Regions from separate parts of the Hordeum vulgare genome. Here region 1 is linked to region 2. The links are chromatin contacts, called in public Hi-C maps. All regions are on one chromosome and are shown on one strand. The core of a region is the stretch at or near the end of the contact, and the rest is flanking DNA. Distances in the headings are between cores, read along the strand shown. Region 1 holds the start of LOC123447961 (putative pentatricopeptide repeat-containing protein At4g17915). Region 2 holds the start of LOC123447959.

What was found. A called contact is a pair of places that touch in the nucleus more often than the background predicts.
Region 1: a Hi-C map of leaf shows a contact between it and region 2, with 3 times the contacts expected there. The contact joins the promoter of LOC123447961 here to the promoter of LOC123447959 in region 2. A contact is called at or near these places in 3 of 6 Hi-C or Micro-C datasets (leaf and seedling) and 1 of 1 datasets of contacts at active chromatin or transcription factors (embryo).

What each region holds. Positions count from the first base shown.
Region 1 is chr4H:87,505,794-87,513,210 of MorexV3_pseudomolecules_assembly, forward strand. It overlaps LOC123447961 (putative pentatricopeptide repeat-containing protein At4g17915), which reads left to right and starts at 5,927. Exons shown (of 2, transcript XM_045124710.1): 1 at 5,927-7,417. The coding sequence starts at 6,225. It overlaps LOC123447960 (protein TPLATE), which reads left to right. Exons shown (of 7, transcript XM_045124709.1): 1 at 1-98; 2 at 1,457-2,053; 3 at 2,519-2,880; 4 at 3,031-3,331; 5 at 3,609-3,731; 6 at 4,460-4,915; 7 at 5,020-5,763. The coding sequence ends at 5,520.
Region 2 is chr4H:87,291,557-87,298,645 of MorexV3_pseudomolecules_assembly, forward strand. LOC123447959 reads right to left here and starts at 3,704. Exons shown (of 7, transcript XM_045124708.1): 1 at 3,276-3,704.

The DNA of each region.
Region 1 (7,417 bases), core at 4,677-7,176, 220 kb after region 2:
TCCTGACACTATGGGACCGGCAAGAGTTCTCGTCGATGAGGGAGACGATTGTCAGGGCTGTTGTGGCGAATCTGCATCTGCTTGATCTTGGAATGCAGGTACTAAATCAATTGACTTATAAGAGCAATTCTACTTAGTCTGATTAACTCGATGATTGTTGTTTACTAATTTCCCACGGTAAATCTACTGGTTGTGTCTTGTGCCCAATGCAATGAGGCAACTACTGGATTAATGATCCTGGAAGTGGGCATTGATAGTGGTAGCCAAGTTTGTATGAAGTAATTTTGGAGGCTTCTAGTTTCGTGCAAATACATGGATTTTTCTGTCATCAATTATACATTGAAACATAGCCAGCCTTTCAGCCACATAAGCTATTGTTTGAACTAGAGTCTGTCAAGTAATAATTCCAGTTACACACAATTCTACTAGTTAGTTGTTTTTAGTGCACAAGCCTGAAACGAAACCATACAGATCTGAAGATTTAAAACTAATATTATAAATCTCAATTCTCAGTATCATGAAGAGTTATTAGTTATCAGATTCATAAATTCTGATCCCAATGCTGACATTCTTGTTTGAACCAAACAAATTAAGTCTTATCCCATATGATCTCCTATTTCAGTCTTATGTCAAGAATCAAAAAAACTATTTTATCATTGTTAGACTGGTAAATCAAATGGCACTTTAGTAGGTTGTATTTCCATCTGCTGATTGTTGTCTGTTTATTTTGACAAAAAATGTTATTATGAAATGCTAGTATACACCTTTATTTATTACATTTTTCATCATTTGATGTCATATCTTAAATACGGCAAGTAAAAATCTTGCTTGTGTAGCGCAACTACTTTGTTAGTGTATTCCTTAGCATTAGCATTACCTTATGACTTACATTATTATAGGTACTATATCACAAATCAGAATTTATTTATTATTCTACCTTATCGGCTAAGCGTTGATTTGTATTGTCATGATAGATCAGTAACTAAGCAACTTAAGCCCATAGGTGATACAATGTAGTTTGCTCGCTATCCATTCAAATTCAGCACAGACACATTACTTAGCATATAATCATCATTTCATCAATATTTATAACATGTGGAGTCAATGCAAAATGGTTATGCATCATTACTTTGATACGTGGTTTAGTAGTATACAATTGGCATCTTGCTTACCAATTAATGCTACTATGTTCGGAAAGTAATTCTGGCAACTAGTTGCCCATACACCCCATATTCTCCTTTTCTTTTTCTTTCTCTTTTCTGAGTATCTAAAAAATGTGAAATAATTCATTGATTGGAGTCATGCCATATCATGTTCTAGCAGATCTTTACCAGTTTCTTCCTTCCATGCATAACTTGTGAAGAAGATAGCGAGAGGGACAGTTTCAGTTCAGTGAACAAGTGTTGTGCAAATTTGTGTTCAAGATAGATTTACAAAAGCATGTTCTTTGATGCAGGTGTCTCTGTTTAAAAGGCTGCTTCAGATGCTGAAAAATTTGAGAGCAGAATCAGATCGCATGCATGCATTGGCATGCATTTGCCGAACTGCTCTTTGTGTTGATCTTTTTGCAAAGGAGAGCGTTCGAAGAGGCCAGAAGCCCGTTCCAGGAACAGATGTGATATCTCTTTTTGAGGATGCAAGGGTGAAGGATGATCTAAACAGCATAACAAGCAAAAGCTTGTTCAGAGAAGAGCTAGTTGCCTCACTCGTTGAAAGTTGTTTCCAGCTATCTCTTCCACTACCTGAGCAGAAGAATTCTGGGACAGAGAGCAGAGTTATAGGAGCATTAGCCTATGGAACTGGTTACGGTGCGTTGAATTGGACAGAACCTGCTTTAGATGTGGTGGAAGTTTGCAGGCCTTGTGTTCTCTGGGACTGTGATGGGCGTACCTATGCAATTGATTGCTATCTGAAGTTGCTTGTACGGCTTTGTCATATATATGATACCAGAGGTGGCGTAAAGACAATCAAGACTGGTGCATCTCAAGATCAGATTCTAAATGAGACTAGACTTCGAAATTTGCAGCTACAGCTTATCAGGGATCTTCGCGAGGTTATGATTCATCTCATTATTTTCATATTCAAACACATTTTGTTATGCATTTAAATACCAGTTGGAGGTAAGGTGCGTTTTTTATTCATTACTAACGCGATAGCATAATATTTTTGTTTTGCTTGATCCCACCTAGTTCTATGCCAATAAATTTCCTATTCATTACTAATTCAATGTAAGGCGTGGGCTTTATACTCTTATTTATTAGTACTAACTCAATGGCACCTACTTTGTCAATGCTTTACCTGTGTTTGGATCTGACTATGCCTGCCTTTGCTTGGTTTCCTTGTACACTTTGTTCTTCTTCCACTACAAATAGTTGCAGCTTAAACCGTGCCATTTTGTAAAGCTTGTTTTCTTGTTAGAGATGATTGATAGAAGACCAATGGTGTCATTAATTCCTCAGTACCTTTTGTTAAATCCAGATTGGCCTATACATTTATTAAATGTGAATAAATGTTTCAGGTTCATACCTCAAGAATATCATCACGGCTGATATGGGCAATTTCTGAACACTTTGATCTTGAAGGTCTTGATCCTCTTTTAGCTGATGACCCAGAGGATCCTCTGAATATCATCATATCTAACATGCATAAGACTTTATTCAACACCGATTCCTCTGCCACTACATCAAATAGGATACAAGATGTGCAGGCTGTCCTCATATGCGCTCAGCGTTTGGGAGCCAGAAATGCAAGAGCTGGCCAGCTCCTCAGTAAAGAATTGGAGGAGTTCAGGTCAAGTACTTCGGCTGATTCTGTAACCAAGCATCAGTCACGTTATGTCTTACAGATAATAAAGTATGTGACGAATCATCCAGATAACAGGTGAGGGTTGCATCTTCAAACTAAATACTTTACATCAGGTTGCACTATTTTGCAGAAGTTCTATATCTAAAAAAAAAGAAATACTCTACTGGAACATGCATTTGGAGAAAGAATCACCTACCATTTTTAACTCTCCAATATTTCATCCAGGTGGGTTGGTGTCGGTGATGCTACAGGAGATTACCCTTTTAGCCACCACAAGCTTACAGTTCAGTTTTCAGAGGCTGCTGCTGCACAAGATAGGAAATTGGAGGGATTAGTTCATAAGGCTATTCAGGAGCTTTGGAGGCCCAATCCCACCCAGTTAACTCTCCTACAGACAAAGGGTATCGGTGCTTTGCACAAAGATCTTCCAAAAGCATGCACTCTGACTGGCAGCAGCGATCCATGCTACATTGAAGCATATCATTTGGCGGATCCAACTGATGGCAGAATCACCCTGCATCTAAAGGTATAACCTGATCAATGATCTTTTCCGTGTACATTTAACATAATTTCTATTTATCTGTACTGCTGTGTTATGGTTACTGTTGAACACTGGTTAGGTTAGGAACTTTATATTTAGTTATTGCTCCTGTGTAGTTTATGTGCACTTTGCCACCTGGTAAAATGGTGAGAAATTAAAACAACTATTTGTGTCTGCTGACATATTACTTTGCTATAAGCCATAGTATTATTTGACTTGGAGTTGTATGATTGTCCTTTTTTACTAATGTACACTTTTGCAGATTTTGAATTTGACTGAGCTGGAACTCAACAGGGTGGATATCCGAGTTGGGCTCTCTGGAGCATTGTATTATATGGATGGATTTTCCCGCACTGTTCGCCACTTGCGTAATCTTGTTTCCCAGGTGCCTCCACGATCTTGAAATGCCTATTTTGCATATGCTTTTACCGTGCAGTTTAATTTCAATTATGTATCATCATTAAATATTTTAAAATTTGACAGTAATTTTAAGAGTTTGTCATTAGTCAGAATGGGCAGGCAAATCTAGGGCTGCAGGTAGTGGTATTTGAATGTAGTTTATAGTGAAACATTTTCTTCCTCGGCTAGTGAACTTCTCAATCTATTTCCTGGCAAAATTTACCACTACCTTTTAATGTAGTATACCTGTCTAGCCAGTTGAGTTCACATTATATTGCACACTAGATATAATGTGGTAGTTGAGACTATCATGATCATGATGTTGTTAAATGTAAGTGATCTTCAAAGAGCCAGGCCGTCTAGCATTGCGGCGGCTTTCAAGTTAGTGACAGTATCTTGTTTCCAGACGAGCTGCGCTTAAAATTTGTAGGCTATTGATAAAAATAGAATAGCGATAATAAATATTACTCCCTCTGTTCCTAAACATAAGTCTTTTTAGAGATTTCACTAGGGACTACATACGGAACAAAATGAGGGAATCTACACTCTAAAGTATGTCTATATACATCCATATGTAGTCCGCTAGTGAAACCTCTAAAAAGACTTATACTTAGGAACCGAGGGAGTATATCATCGGGCAAGTACTGTCATCACAGAGTAGCTAATCCATATTTGCATCTAATTTATTTGGAAAATGCCTCGTCAATTCTGCAGGATCCAATCCAAAGTAGTGTCACTGTGGGAGTTTCACATTTTGAGAGATGCTCTCTCTGGGTTCAAGTCCTGTATTACCCATTCTACGGAAGTGGAGGATCGGCAGACTATGAAGGAGATTATGCAGAAGAGGACTCACAAATGACGAGGCAGAAGCGTGCGCTCCGGCCAGAGCTTGGTGAGCCTGTTGTTTTGCGGTGTCAGCCCTACAAGATCCCTCTCGCCGAACTTCTCTTGCCATATGAATGCTCTCCAGTTGAGTACTTCCGTCTATGGCCAAGCTTGCCAGCCATGGTTGAGTGCACTGGCACATACACATATGAAGGTAGTGGTTTCAAGGCCACCGCTGCTCAGCAGTATAATAGCTCTCCTTTCCTCAGTGGATTGAAGTCCATTTATTCTAAGCCCTTCCATCAAGTCTGCTCTCATTTCATCCGAACAGTTGCTGGGTTCCAGGTAAGCATTTGATAGTCACTTAGACGGTGTTATGCCTCGGTCTTGATTCTATTGTGTGCAGAGTTACCATTTGCGTAAGGTTATAACACATGTATCTTCCACAGTTGTGTTACGCCGCAAAGACATGGTTTGGTGGGTTTGTGGGCATGATGATCTTTGGTGCAAGTGAGGTCAGCCGAAATGTTGATCTGGGTGACGAGACAACCACGATGATATGCAAGTTTGTCGTGCGTGCATCTGATGAATCTATCACAAGAGAGATCGAGTCGGACCTCCAGGGCTGGCTGGACGACATCACGGACGGCGCTGTTGAGTACATGCCCGAGGAGGAGGTGAAGAGCGCAGCTGCGGAGCGGCTGAAGATATCCATGGAGAGGATAGCACTACTCAAGGCGGCCAAACCTAAGATGCCTCCAGCGAAAACCGAGCAAGAAGAGGAAGAGGAGAAGAAGCAGAGCGAGGAGCTGGACGGGTTTGGGAACCCCAAGGGCCCCTCGACGCTCTCCAAGCTCACGGCGGAAGAAGCCGAGCACCGTGCGCTCCAGGCAGCCGTGCTCCAGGAGTGGCACCAGCTCTGCAAGGAGAAAGCCATGAAGGCACAGTGAGGCCTGGGGTTGGTTTGGGCTCCGCCTGTGTAATTTTGTATCTGCCTTTTCCTCAAGCCACATTTTGATTTCTTTTCTTTTTCAGCCGACATTTTGATTTTTTTGAGTATGTATAATCCTGCAGATTTCCTGATTTGTTCATTGTATTCACAGAAGATATTGTTGTACCACGACATGTTTTATTCTTTTTGTAACAATAGCTCAAAGCTTTAGTGTGAATGAGAATGATTTTTTCCTCCCGAATTTTTTGTGAATCATTTGTAGCACGATGATTTTTGAATCGATTAGGTGGTGAATTAATTCCTTCTCCTTGTGCAGACAAATTTTTGTCCACCCTGAAAAAAAGACTATTATGCTCACTGACTGTTGGGTCAGGCGAAAAGAAATGAACCCTACTTGTCTGTCTGTGCCGCCTATGACATGCATGGCCCACCTGGCGTTCTCTCTCTAGTCTGTCCCTCGCTGCGAGGTCAGCTAAGTGCGAACTCCCAACTCCCCTACCACCCGGTGGCGCCGCCGCCGCCGCCACCAACCTCTCGCCGCCTCCTGCAGCCCAGCGCTCTTCCCACAACAAATTAACAAGGCGCCGGCCTTGCTCGTCGCGAACTCGGCAAGTTGGTCTGGACAGCGAGCGAGCTGTATGGGAGTCGAAGCGAGCCCGGAACCGGAAGATAGTCTCGCGGCGAGGAGGAGGCGGAGGAGCAATGACCTGGGCGCGGACGCAGCTGTCCACGCGGCTGATGAACGTCTGCCTCGCGGCGCTCTGCCGCGGCGGCGGCATCGCCCGGGCAGAGTCCGTCCTCGTGGACGCCATCCGCCTCGGCATGCCCCCCGACGTCGTCACCTACAACACCCTCCTCGCCGCGCACTGCCGCGCCTCGGGCCTCGACGCGGGGTTCGCCGTCCTCCACCGGATGCGGGAGGCCGGGGTGAGCCCCGACGCCATCACCTACAACTCCCTCATCGCCGGCGCCGCGCGGAGGGGGCTCACGATGCGCGCCCTCGACCTGTTCGACGAAATGCTGCAGGCGGGGGTCGCCCCCGACGCCTGGAGCTACAACGCGCTCATGCACTGCCTGTTCCGGTCTGGCCACCCGGAGGATGCCTACCGGGTGTTTGCCGATATGGCCGAGAAAGGCGTCGCACCGTGCGCCACCACCTACAACACACTCCTGGACGGGCTCTTCAGGTTTGGTCATGCGACGAACGCGTACAGGATGTTCAGGTACCTGCAGAGGACGGGGCTCCCGGTGGGCATCGTGACTTACAACACTATGATCAATGGGCTGTGCAAGTCAGGCAAGGTGGGGTACGCCCGCATGGTTCTAAGGGAGCTTGGGAGGACCGAGCATGCCCCGAACGTCGTCACTTACACCACGGTCATGAAGTGCTGCTTTAAGTATGGCAGGTTTGATCAGGGGCTGGAGACCTTCTTGTCGTTGCTGGAGGGAGGGTACATTCCAGATCTCTTCCCATACTGCACGGTGATTAGTGCGTTAGTCAAGAAGGGAAGGATGGAAGAAGCAAACACCTACAGTGAGCTAATGATACGGAGTGGGTTCAGGCTTGACAGTGCATGCTATAATACGCTGATTTACCTGCGGTGCAAGGAAGGAAAGCTGGATGACGCGTTTGAGCTGCTGAGTATGATGGAAGAGGGCGGTCTGGAGAGTGATGAGTACACATTCTCAATTTTGGTTAATGGTTTGTGCAAGATGGGGCATTTCGAGGCTGCACATAAGCAGTTATGTTACATGGAGATAAGGGACATGGAATCAAATGTTATTGCTTACAATTGCTTGGTGGATGCACTCTGCAAATCTGATGAGGTGGATGCTGCCATCAAATTACTGCACAACATGAAACTCAAGGATGATTTTACTTACACCTCACTAGT
Region 2 (7,089 bases), core at 2,454-4,953:
CGGCAGGATCCACCTCGTCGACCGAGCCTTTCCCGCCCATCTCTCCGGCCCACTCGCCACCGATTTCCGCACCCGCCTCTCCTGGCTCACCTACACCTGCCTCTGCCGGCTCCACTAGCGCCTCCTCCTTGGATCGCACGTCATCCTCCACAAGCTCCGACGCCACTACCACACATCCGCATCTACCGCCACATGCGATACCAACAGCCCCTCCACTTAATTCTCATACGATGCGTACCCACGCCAAATCCGGGTTTTGCCAACCCAAGCGACTCTTCCTCACCGCTAAACACCCGGCGCATCCTTCCCCCATCCCACCTTCCTACCGCTCTGCTCTCAAAGACCCGAACTGGCTCCAAGCGATGCGTGATGAATTTACTGCTTTAATTCAGAATTCGACGTGGTCTTTGGTTCCTAAACCTGCAGGTGTCAACGTGGTCACAGGCAAATGGATTTTTCGCCATAAGTTCAACTCCAACGGCTCATTCACTCGCTACAAGGCCCGTTGGTTGTTCACGGGTTCACTCAGAAGGAGGGCATCGACTACGACGAGACATTCAGTCAAGTGGTGAAACCGGCTACCATTCGCGTTGTTTTGAGCATCGCAACATCCTGCTCATGGCCAATTCACCAGCTCGATGTAAAGAACACCTTCCTCCACGGCGATCTCAAGGAGACAGTGTACTGCTCTCAACCATCGGTCTTCATCAGCGCTTCTCCTCCGTAAGTCTCTCTACGGTCTCAAACAGGCACCTCAAACTTGGTTCTTGCGGTTCACCTCCTTCCTCCTCTCGCTTGGCTTTCATGCTTCCAAGAGCGATTCCTCCCTATTTATACTATCCACTGGCTCCTCCATCGCATACCCTCTCATATATGTGGACGACATCATACTCACCGCAAGCACCACCTCCACCCTAGCTCACATAATCAACTCTCTCAAAGCCGAATTCGCCATGACCGACATGGGCGAATTACACCACTTTCTCGGGATCAATGTTACACCAAATGCCTCCGGCCTGTTCTTGAGCCAACAACAATACACACTTGAAATTCTGGATCGCGCTGACATGCTAAATTGCAACATTGTGCCCACACCAATAGACAGCACTGCAAAACTGTCCGCCGACGCCGGCCATCTACTTCCAAACCCCACCACATACCGCAGCATCGCCGGCGCCCTCCAATACCTAACCCTCACTCGACCCGACATCTCCTACGCCGTCCAACAAATCTGCATGTTCATGCATCAGCCACGAGACTTCCATATGCAGCTGGTGAATCGGGTCCTGCGTTACTTGCGTGGCACCTCTCACTACGGCCTCCAGCTCTTCAAGTCCTCATCGCTCGATCTCCTTGCGTATACTGACGCAGAGTGGGCTGGGTGCCCAGACACACGGAAATCAACCTCCGGTTTCTGCGTCTTCCTTGGCGACAGCCTGATCTCCTGGTCCTCCAAACGCCAACCCACCGTGTCTCGCTCCAGCGCAAAGGCAGAATACCGCGGCCTTGCTAATTGCGTCGCCGAATCATGCTGGCTACGACAACTCCTCCATGAACTTCGTCATCCTCCTCGACGCGCCACCGTCATCTATTGCGACAACATCAGCGCCTCGTACATGTCCTGCAATCCGGTGCAGCATCAACGCACCAAGCATATCGAAATTGACCTGCACTTCGTCCGCGACCGGGTTGCTCTCGGTGAGGCACGCGTTCTTCAGGTCCCATCCAGCTCTCAGTTTGCAGATGTGTTCACCAAGGGTCTTCCATCATCGGTTTTTCGTGATTTCCGATCCAGCTTGAACGTCCTGCCAAACGGCGTTCCAGCTGAGGGGGGGTGTTAGTCATGTAATACTTAGTCTACCCTTGACTGCTAGATTTATGGATCTCTAACCGAACCTGGCCTGCGTGCCTAACCCTCAGGGGGTTCGCCCTATATATGTACATCAGCTGTAATTGTATGAGTGTGGAATATACAAGCAATTCACTCTCCAACTTTATTAACAACAACTAAGATAAAATCAAGTGAATAATCACCACCAGGCAAAAGTATAACCCTCACCTCAGGGTTAATAACTGCGGCAGGGGATGGGGTGTTTTCCTGTGTAACGAGAAATTCAGAATAGAAGTTAGTAACTATCTATTTTTGCTGGAATATGAACTCAGCAAACAAGGAGCAGGAAGATTTGACATTATTGCAGCAAAACTCAACTCAACAGAGCAGTGCATAACTTGCATCATTTAATAATACCTAACAAATCCTGCAGTACATCTAGGTTTGTGTGCACAGACCAAAGTTAACAAACAAAAATCGACCCAGCTGTTGCCGGAAGTTCCACAGATAACATGATCGACCTAGCTTCAGAGAATTTAAACAACTACAGTGGCTAAATTCCTTGCCTTAATGGCAACATTTGATTAAAATACTCGGAATATTTGGGATATGCATGTTATAATCGGTGCAGAATCCGAACAAAATGCTACATCCCGACGATCTAGCAGAATGTTCAGCGTTTAAACCCCAAAATAAGAGGGATCCAACTTTGCCTGGAGGTCAGCAATTAAACACAGAAAAACGCAAGGGGCTCAGGAATCTCGAAAAACCCCGACAGCACCGAGGGTTTTGTCCGGGCTCAGGAACCCGATGCAGAATCCGAACAAAATGCTACGTCCCCGACGATCTAGCAGAATGTTCAGCGTTTAAACCCCAAAATAAGAGGGATCCAACTTTGCATGGAGGTCAGCGATTTAACACAGAAAAACGCAAGGGGCTCAGGAATCTCGAAAATCCCCGACGGCACCCAGGGTTTTGTCCGGGCGAGCACCTCCGATCCCCATCAAGCTGCCCTCAGGAACTAGAAGAAACGAGACGGAAAAACTCGTACCGACATTGTTGCCGTTCACCGATCTGATGGGGAGGAAGCGTGTCGAATAGGGTTAGGGTTTGGGGGACGAGGACGGACGGAAATGCTTATATGAAACAAATGAGCAGGGTACTTCTCTTATATAGTGGGCGGTGAGAAAGTTCCTTGCGAGGTACAGCTAGGCGAAGAGAAGGGAGGTTCGTTCGAAATCTGCCGGGTAGCTGTTTCACGTTTCGAAATTGATGAACTGGGCTTTTGGACTTTGATATGGAGGGAATGGGCCAAGATTGGACAGGGAAAGACGAAGAAAGAAGAGAGCGGTTTGGGCCTTTTTTAAAAATAAAAAAAATTGGCAGAAAGAATCGAGAAATCCCGGGGGGGGTGAAGAACCGAGAAATTGGGCTGGGAACTAACCTGAAGCGCCGCCCTGGCCGGATCAGCAATTCTGGCAGCCGCCGCCCTTCTCCGGGCCAGCGGTTCCAGAGCTGCGGGAGGCGCTAGGGATCGTTGGATCAGCTAGTGCTGCCGCCATCTCAACGGCGGCACTTAGCTGGGAGACCTCGCTGGCCGCGCCAGGCCTGGATCAGGCACCCCGCCAGGAGGCACCTCGCTGCCTGGGCCCGGCCTGGAAGCAGGCGCCTCGCCGGGAGACCTCGCAGGCATGGCCGACGACGGGGCGCGCCCAGGCCTGGATCAGGCAACTTGGCGCTGGATCCACGCACCTCGTAGGGAGGTACCGTACCCCGCCTGGACACAAGCATGGCCAACGAGCGGGAGACGCAGCCATCTTGTCAGGCGGCGGCGCTGCTAAAGGTGGGATTTTTATTTAGGGGTGAGGACGGCTACCGCGGCGGCGGCGGGGAGGGGGGGGAGGGCAACCACGTCGGAGGGTGGGTTGGGTTTTGTAGTAGGGGAGGGGACATCGCATACGCATCCAAATATGCTGAGAAAATTGCATTCCCGACCTACGTTTGATGACTTTGAAGTGCAGGTTGATTTTATTAATTCTGAGGCTATAGCTGTAAATTTCCGCGAGAGGTGTTGGATGATGCACGGCTGTCAAGGAAAAGATAAAACAAGTGGAAATTTGATTTTGCATGATGTTCTAGTACTGCTGCTACTCCATAGGTTTCATCAAGGTCCGGTTTCTAGGGATGGCACCCGCAGGGTATGGGTACGGGTGGAGCCTTTTCATACCGTTACCCGCCTCATCTGATATTATCCATCACCCTTATCCATATCCGTTAATGGATATAATTTTTTCCATACCCATTACCCGACAAGGTAGACGGGTACCTACGGGTAAAATTACCCATATTTTCAAAACATCAATTTAAAAAACTTATTGTTATAAACTGCATTATATCATATAGTTTACAAAGATAGATTATAACTACAACGCATACTTATAAAACAACATCATATAGTCATAAACAACAACACATAGGCATACACTTTCAATTCATAAATTGTTGACATCGTGTAGATTGTAGAGATAATTTTAAGTTTACATAGATTTTATATGGGTACACAGGTATATGGGTATGGGTTATAAGATCCCATACCCATACCCGCTCTACCAGATGGGTTTTAGGTTTTCCTATTTATATACCCATGGGTGACTTTTTGTCCCATATCCTTACCCTAATTGGGTTTTTACCCACAGGGTACGTGGATAATGGGTACCCATTGTCATCCCTACCGGTTCCATCCAACTTTTCTATGTGCATTACCCGTTATTAGGGGATGTGTTTGGTTTTAGTCACGAAGCGGAACAACGCGGATCGGTTCCATTCTCCCGACCAGTTCGTGTGTTTAGACTGCCCAAGGAATCGGAACCAACCAATTTCACGGAATGGCGTATTCCCTGTTTACCTTGAACCTCAACGTTCCTTCAAATAGGTCGGACCATGCGGAAAGCCTCACTCGCGTCTCTTCTCCCCGACTCACCCACCCCGTGGCCCGCACCCCAGCCACCCATGACCTCTACCCTCCTGTGCCCCCTGTATTTATGCTACACTAATCTCTATAATTAAACCACGATAATTACATGCTAATGATGTCACGTCACCACGGTTACTGTTGTTAATCTCGCATAATTCAATCTCGTGCGAATTCGAAATTCAAAACCAAGTCAAACGGTGAAAGTTTCCAAACATACAAACTAAAATGTACGGGATGCGATAAATAATGCATAAGTAATTGTGTTGTGGGAATCAACATTTTTGGAAGTATTAAAATTCGCTAAATTAAAATAAAACTAAAACATGAACTTTTAAAAAAAGAAAAATAAAATTTAAAAAAAAGCACCCCCCGACTCAACTCGCCCTGACCTAGCTGGCCCAACCCCCCTCCCCCCCCCCCCCCGCCGGCCCATGTCAACCGCCTACACCTCCCCCCACCCCCGCACTTATAGCCACCAACCCCCCACTCGCCTCGCCTCGTTCACCCCCTTCCCCGCTCTCGATCCAGATCGGATCGGGGCCTCCCGCGCTCACCCTAATGTTGTCGCCCCTACCCCGTCGGTCCTCCTCCCCTTCATCCCCGCCGGCCGCCTCCTTCCCTACCCCGTCGGACCACCCAGGACTCTGCCACCCATGCATCGGTGGTGAGCACCACCCGAGGGCCCTCCCCTTCTCTCTTCCTCTCCCATGTCCCGGCGCGCCTCCCATAGCTTCGACCACCACCCACGCCCACTCCGGTCTCCCCTCGCCCCTGGTCGCGCCACGTCTTCGGCCTCCCCACCACCCCCAACTCCATCATGCCACCCCGTTCCCCCCTGTGCAGCTCGCCTCGCCCCCGCCGCGCCGCGCCCTGGCTCGCCCAGCCCCAACCCCTCTCGCCACGCTATGGCCTCGCCCGGCCACCGCTCTGGTCGTCTGGCCAGTCCCCGTGGCCACGGCCGCGCCCCACCGCGGCTCCGGCCGCCGCATCCCTGCTCGTCGTGCGCCCTGACCCCGCCACGCGTCCCCCCCCAGCGCGTCTCTCCGGCCTCCCCCTCGCCTGCTGCCGCCGCTCTTGACCATTGCCACGGTCGGCTCGATCTGGTTAGTGGGGAGCTAACCACCCCACTAACCCCCCGTGTGTGGATGACAGCAGGAGCCCACCCTTGCTAAGTAACATTGTTAAAAACGAATATAAAAACGATAATAAAATAATTGAAATAATTAATTAATAAATTAGTAAATTAATTAAATATATAATTAAGGATTGATTAGATTAGTTAATTACTCTGTTGATTAATTAATTAAATAGAGTATGGCAGGTGGGTCCCACACCCATAATTAATTTGTTCTAATTAATTTTAAACCTAATTAATCTTGTGTCAATGACATGTGGGGCCCATTGGCCACTTTAACCAGTCAACGGGATTGTTGACTGATGATGTCAGCATGGCATCATGTTGATGTCATAATTATGGTTATTGAATTAAAATAATCTTTTTAAATTTTTGGACATTAATAAACTTTAAAAAATTAATGTAAAATAATTCGTAAGTTAGATGAAAATACTTTGTACATGAAAGTTGATAAAAAAACAAGACAAACCCGAATACGCTATCCATTCGTCTGTCACGCGTTCCTAGCATAGCGAACATGAAACTTTTTCATCTGTTTCGCGTGTCCGGTAGTAGCGAGAGACCCGAGAAATATCATCAGATATTTTCTCGATCCATCTATAACGTTTAATGTTGCGTTAGTGCTTGCCTAGCCCTGCATATTGCCAGGTCATGCATAATGTTGCATTTGTGTTTATATTTATTGTTTCTTCCCCCCTCTTCTTACAGGTAGACCCCGAGACTAACGTTGCTACTGGGTATGACTACCGTCATGACAACCAACCCTTTGCCGCAGAGCAACAAGGCAAGCAAACCCCCTTGATCATTCCTATATCGCCTATTTATTTCTCCCTCATGCTTGCATTATAAATTTGCTACTGTTGTATTTAGCTCATATATCCGTTGCATAACCTGATTTTGATGAACTCCTAGTTTCCTGTACCGCACTTTAAACTGTTTAGTATAGGTGGAGTGTTGGAAATATGCCCTAAAGGCAATAATAAAATAGATATTATTATACTTCCTTGTTCGTGATAATTGTCTATTGTTCACGTTGTAATTGTATTAACCGGAAACCGTAATACATGTGTGAATACATAGACCACACCATGTCCCTAGTGAGCTTCTAGTTGACTAGCTCGTTGATCAATATACGATCATGGTTTCCTG